Linked DNA regions of Mus musculus: region 2 is linked to region 1. A link is a contact called in public promoter capture Hi-C data. All regions are on one chromosome and are shown on one strand. The core of a region is the stretch at or near the end of the contact, and the rest is flanking DNA. Distances in the headings are between cores, read along the strand shown.

Evidence for each region. Promoter capture Hi-C pulls out the DNA fragments that hold promoters and counts their contacts.
Region 2: a contact with region 1 is called in a promoter capture Hi-C map of cranial neural crest. The contact joins the promoter of 4921524J17Rik here to the enhancer-like site in region 1. A contact is called at or near these places in 7 of 39 promoter capture datasets (cranial neural crest, embryonic stem cells, frontonasal cranial neural crest and 4 more), 3 of 115 datasets of contacts at active chromatin or transcription factors (embryonic stem cells and extraembryonic endoderm stem cells) and 1 of 9 other capture datasets (pancreatic islet).

What each region holds. Positions count from the first base shown.
Region 1 is chr8:85,337,324-85,340,364 of GRCm38.p6, reverse strand. All of the region lies in intron 9 of Mylk3 (myosin light chain kinase 3), which reads left to right. Among named protein-coding and RNA genes, the nearest start is that of Gm22336, 24 kb to the right of the region's middle. Within about 2 kb of position 1,329, at least 11 of the 459 cell types and tissues checked have an H3K27ac peak or open chromatin away from gene starts, as enhancers often do.
Region 2 is chr8:85,431,549-85,434,548 of GRCm38.p6, reverse strand. It overlaps 4921524J17Rik (RIKEN cDNA 4921524J17 gene), which reads left to right and starts at 1,708. Exons shown (of 4, transcript NM_025722.3): 1 at 1,708-1,890. The coding sequence starts at 1,825.

The sequences.
Region 1 (3,041 bases), core at 80-2,579:
GGACAGGGAAAATCCTGCAACAGCTTAGCCCCTCCCTTTCTTCATTCTTGTTTTTTTTTGGGGGGGTGGGGTGGGGGAGCAAGTTTCAGCTGGCTTCACACTTGCTCTGCAGTGAGGCTGACTTTGACCATTAAATCTTGGTCTTCTTTCCTCTGCCTCCGCATGCTGGGATTGCAGCATGTGCCACCACCTAGCTTTGTTCATTGTTTGTTTTTCAGACAAGATCTCATTATGTAGCGCTTGGCTGGCCTCAGACTTTGATCTTCCTTCTTCAGCCCCCTGAGTGCTAGGATTATGTGTGTGTGCCTCTGTGGTCATATTTTCTGTAGTCTTGATGGCTGCTTCCCACAAGGAGCTGTCTGTGATGCTCTGAGTATCCTGCCCTTCCCCCATCACTCACACAGCAGCTGAACTCCTTGCCAGGTCAGCTTCTGGCTTCTGTCCCTGCTTTCAGGAAGCATCCTAAATGACAGTGGCAGTCTTTTGGGGTTGCGCCTCCATGGGCTGAAATGTTACCTATTTGCAGGAGTGAAAGGCATATTTCATCACCTCCGTGCTGTTGCTATAACAGAAATTTGCCACCCCACCACCTTCAGTGAGCAATATAAGCCCTCTACCCACACACTTGAAAAACCACAATCAATGATGTCGGAAACCTGCTTCACTGTTTCCTAAATAATGTTTTCTAAACTTGGGATTATTTTGCACATATGTGTGTCTTATACAAGAGACTGCTGCTTTCCAACCTAGTTCTCATCACCATCTGCCCCCAGCAGGCCTTTTTAGACCCTTTTGCACACTCACTGTGTCCTCCTCTCCATGGAGTGCAGCTGTGTTTGTCCTCTGGCCCTTTGCAAACCCATAATAGCTGTCTTAGTTAGGGTTTTACTGCTGTGAACAGACACCATGACCAAGGCAAGTCTTATAAAGGACAACATTTAATTGGGGCTGGCTTACAGATTCAGAGGTTCAGTCCAGTATCGTCAAGGTGGGAGCATGGCAGTATCCAGGCAGGCAAGGCACAGTCAGAGCTGAGAGTTCTACATCTTCATCCAAAGGCTGCTAGTGGAAGACTGACTTCCAGGCAACTAGGGTGAGGATCTTATGCCCACACCCACAGTGACACTCCCATTCCAACAAGGCCACACCTCCAGATGGTGCCACTGCCTGATCCAAGGATATACAAACCATCACAATAGCTAAATAATTTTTGGCACCCTAAAATCCCCTTTTTGAGATCCTTGTGGTCTAACACTTGTATCATTTTGTATAATAATTGTGCTGGATGGAATGCACATACAAGATTTGCAGAACACACTTGAGTGCCAGGTGTGCAGTTGTCATATGACCACTTACAGGACACACTGAATTCAGAGCAAGAAGCAACCACTAGAAGCTCCTGGCATGAGGGACGCTTCTTGTGGACCGGATCTGTCATGAGCAGGTAGAGTGAATGTTTACCAGCTCAGAAGAGGGCGACAGTGGGGATACAGGATTGACTTGTGATAGTTTCCAGTTTTTACAAATTGAGGAACCCAGTTAGCTTTAGAGCTCTTCTGAGAGCAGGAGCCAGTATGAACAGGAGCTGTAGAGGGGTATCATGGGAGATGGCATTAGCTATGGCCTGAGAGCCAGTGAGTGTGAGCAGACTGATCTAGGGAGAGCACAGTATAAGATGAGATTACTAAAGAAGAATCCTGAATGCTAGGCTCAAAAGTTTGAGTGTTATGTGATAGGCCACCGAATCTCATCACCCAGTAACTTCATGATGGACCCTTGACACTAGCCTGGGAAGATCAGTATTTTGATCACACAACTTGGCAATTACTGCAGATCAAGTCTTTAAAAAAAAGTCTAGACAGCTATTTGTGAACATTTACCTATAGACCACTATTTGAGATCATTGAGCTAGTTAGTTTTAATACACACACACACACATTTGGCCTGTATGTATATTTGTGCACATGTGTACAGTGCCCATAGAGGCCAGAAGAAGGTATTGAATTCCCTGGCACTGGAGTTATAATGGTCGTGAGCCGCCATATGAATTCTGAGAATTGAACCCGTGCCTTTTGTTTTGTTTTTTTAGAGTTTTTTTTGTTTGTTTGTTTATTTGTTTGAGACAGGGTTTCTCTGTGTATCCATGACTGTCTTGGTACTGGATTTGTAGACCAGGCTGCCCTCAAACTCACAAAGATCTGCCTGCCTCTCCCTCCCTTGTATTGTGTTTAAAAGTGTGTGCCACCACACCTGGCCTTGGACCTGGGTCTTAACCAATGAGCTATCTCTCCAGCCCTCAGTGACGTCAGATGTGCACCGTGTCTCTCATTCTCTTCTTGTGGCAGTGACACAGGAACAGTTATGGCCTAGCTTGGCATTGGCCCAGTGAAATCTTACTCTCATTCTATTAGCAAAGCAACTCCCATGGCCAGCCCCAGCATTAGGGAGTGGAGCTGATTTCAAGGAATTTCTACTTGAGGTGGAAGGAATCCCACTCTCGGGTCACAGGTGTGAAAACAGGGCACAGCAAAGCACAGAGCTTCTCCTGGAGTGTGCTACTTTTCATTTTCTTGACTATGTGCTCAAAACATCGCTGGATTACATAATTATGTTTTATTAGTCACCTCTCTGGATTTTGTTTTGTTGAGACAGAGGCTGTTACTCAAGCTTGTCTAAACTCATCCTGTAACTTATCCTGGTCTCCGACTCACCTCAGTCCTGCTGTGTCAGCCTCCTGAGTATTGGAATTACAGTTTCAGACACCACACCCTGCTCACCTTAATGATTTCAGCAGCGTCTGCTCCATTTCACTTACACTGCACAAAGGATCTGAATTCTCTACATTCTAGTCAATGCATGCTATATTTTCTCCCTCTCTTATATGTATGTGTGCACTTAGTACTATAGAAATGTATATGGGTGCACATGAAAGTACATTGTAGTTGTAATTTGTATTTCCCTCATGATTGATGATAATGTTCATCCCTGCCTTTTCTTACCATGACCCCTCTAGCATATGTGCACACCAACAAAGCAGTCAC
Region 2 (3,000 bases), core at 459-2,958, 94 kb before region 1:
TTTTCCTCATGCATGTACCATGCTTGTGGCATCTCTAATATTTTGGGGTCTCTGTTGAAACTAAGGATTCACCTTGACAGCTTTTGAAAATAGTCTTTTGGTGCCGCCTTGCAGGAAATCTGATCCTGCCATGCATGCCTGGTCTCTGCAGCTTGTAGTACAAGGCTTGGTGGCCCCTCATACTTACACCTCTCTCTTTTTAAATAATCAAATTTTAATGGAATGCCATGAATCTTGACAAGAAATTCATTTTTTTAATCTGCCAGAATACATAAAACTTTTGCACAAATGTTACACACATATGCAGAGAGAGAGAGAGAGAGAGAGAGACTTTGAGAGACTTTGTTTACACAAAAGGCCTCTGTCTTGTTCCAGGAATTTAGTGGCATGGAACAGTAATTCCCTGCCCTCCACCCACATTCGTGTGTCAATTCTTTTCCAACTTGGCAATCAAACAGGACTGTGAGTTCTGACCCCAGCTGATACAGAAAAATCACTAACTCTAAGCCCACTTTCTTTCTTCCTGTGATCCATCTCCCTAGTGTGCCCTCTTTTCTTTCTTTTTTTCTTTTTTTTTAGATAGGGTTTCTCTGTATAGCTCTGGCTGTCCTGGAACTCACTTTGTAGACCATGCTGGCCTCGAACTCAGAAATCCGACTGCCTCTGCCTCCTGAGTGCTGGGATTAAAAGCGTGCAGACACCACACCGGGCTTAGTGTGCCCTCTTGAGAGAGTAAAGGTCGTGTGTGTGTCCAGGCAGTGAACATTACATTTCTCTTACTTGCAAGACCAGTAGCCCAAGATAATGCTGTCAGCTCCAGATGTCATCTGCTCCCTTTGATCCAAAGTGGCAGAAGTTTTGTGTCCCTTCAAGGCTGATCCTGGAGACTTCCTTAGGGGGTTATTTGGGATTGGGGAACCCTTGTGTTAAGGACTCTATTCACACACACACTTCTTTTAACTGACTTTACATTTTCACACGTTTAGATTTTTTTTTTTTGGACAGGTAGTGTCTTTGTCCTGAGATACCTTTCCTATAGTACAGAGTATGAGGAGTCTCTTTAACAATGGCAGATGCTCTGTGTGTTACCCCTCCCTTTTCTGCAACTTTATACCCAGCTCATGCTCCTTTCTTCATCAAACTACAGTTTAAAAATATCTCTCTGCTCTCTCACTGTAGATCTGAACAAGAGCAGTGAAAGCTGGGATGATAGGAGTGCACAGCATTTTGTTTCACTTTTCAAATAATTTGCTTTTAATTTTAAACTACTCAGTATCAGTGATACACAAGATGAAACCAGACCAACCTCTCCACCCCCTCCAAAAACAAAGCCTTGTAGACTGTTCCTTGAAGGCAGACATTTCTTATTCGGTGTGCTTAATAGTGGATCGTAGGCAATTATTTAATGAATAGTGAAGTTTATACCCCTGACGCTGGAAGCCTAGGGGTTTCATCGAGTGTCTATTATAATTTCTCTCGGATTAGCATTGCTGACATTTGCAGAGAGGTTTTCCGTTGCCAGTAACCATTTCAGGCTCTGGTTCTGGGGCCGACGAGGGGGCGTGCCCAGCACCAGGGCTCGGCCCACCTGTGCGTTGGTTGGTGGAGTCTCGTCGGAGCCACGCCCCCGAGCGGTCCACCGCCTTAGAGGGCGTGGCGATGGGACTTCCCTGGAAGGGCCGCGGCGCCCCCCTCCTCCAACCCGCACGCAGCCCCGCGCACGCGCACGCGCGCCTCCACGGCTGGGTCGCGGCTGGAGTGAGGACGCGCTGTGTGGAGCAGCGGAGGCACGGCGCTGCTTCCACCGCTGCTCAGGAGGGGAGCATGTCTGCAACTCGAGCCAAGAAAGTGAAGATGGCCACCAAATCGTGCCCCGAGTGCGACCAACAGGTGGGCTGGGCCGGCGCGAGCGGGCGGGGCGGGCAGGGCGGGTGGCCGTTGCTCGGCGGCGGTTGGCGGTGCGCGGCGGCCCGCGGGCGGCGGGGGCCTGGGAGCGGGGACCCGGCGCTGCCCCTTCTGGTCCCGGGCCGGCCCGCGGACCCCTGCCGCCCCGCATGGCTTTGTTCGCGGTTGGGGAGAGTGCGGTGCTGCTTCTCAGCTGTCGCTCCCCGCCACCTGGGTGGCAGCATAAAGCAGACAAAAGGACAGTAATGGTGCTAACTTTTTTGCAAATTTGTGGACTTCCGGAACGCCGCAAAAAAACCAACCAGTTTGATGTGTGGTTTCTAGTCCTTCCACTACGTTGTTAACGGAACACGGTTCGAATAAAGTCGGCGTTGAGGCTCTTCCTCTCTGCGTGTGCCCCGTCCCATTCGTGCTATTTACTGTTGTAAATTTGACATGTCTGCTTACAGATTTTTTTTTTAAATATGCGGATTCGTGAATTTGAAATCATTCATATTTAGACTGAACTCATGGAGTAATAGTCGTAATTTTTAAAAAAATCATTTTTCTTTTCCTACATTTAAGTACGCCTAATTATAGTGTGATGAACAAAAACTCATTCCATTAAAATCATCCTTAGGCCTTCATGCCGGCATGCAGATCTGGCTGTACTTCTTTTTCCTGAATCTTCCTAAAATGACTACCTCTCTCTCTTCCCCTCCCCCCTCCTTCTCTCTGGAGTAATTGGAAATGGGTGGAGACTTAAAATCTGATTTAAGTATATTATTTAGGGCGTGTCCTTGTAGGTTTATTAAAATCTTTAAACAAAAAAGTTACATGTTTTATTCAGTATGATTTATAGGCAATGTTTAAAAATGCTGATGATGGAAAGTTGTGCAAGTTTAGTCGATAGAGCATACCAGTCTGCAATATCAAAACAGTCATGTTTTCCAAAATGTAGAGTTACGTTCATTCTTTCCACCCAACTAAATTGTAGCAAACTTGCACTTTGTGATCAGTCTGTTGGCAGATTACTTTGATGTTTAAATAATTTTCAGTTAAGGCTTTTACAGTATGAATTATGCATTCTGTTTCTGTAGGGCACAAGTCCCTTGT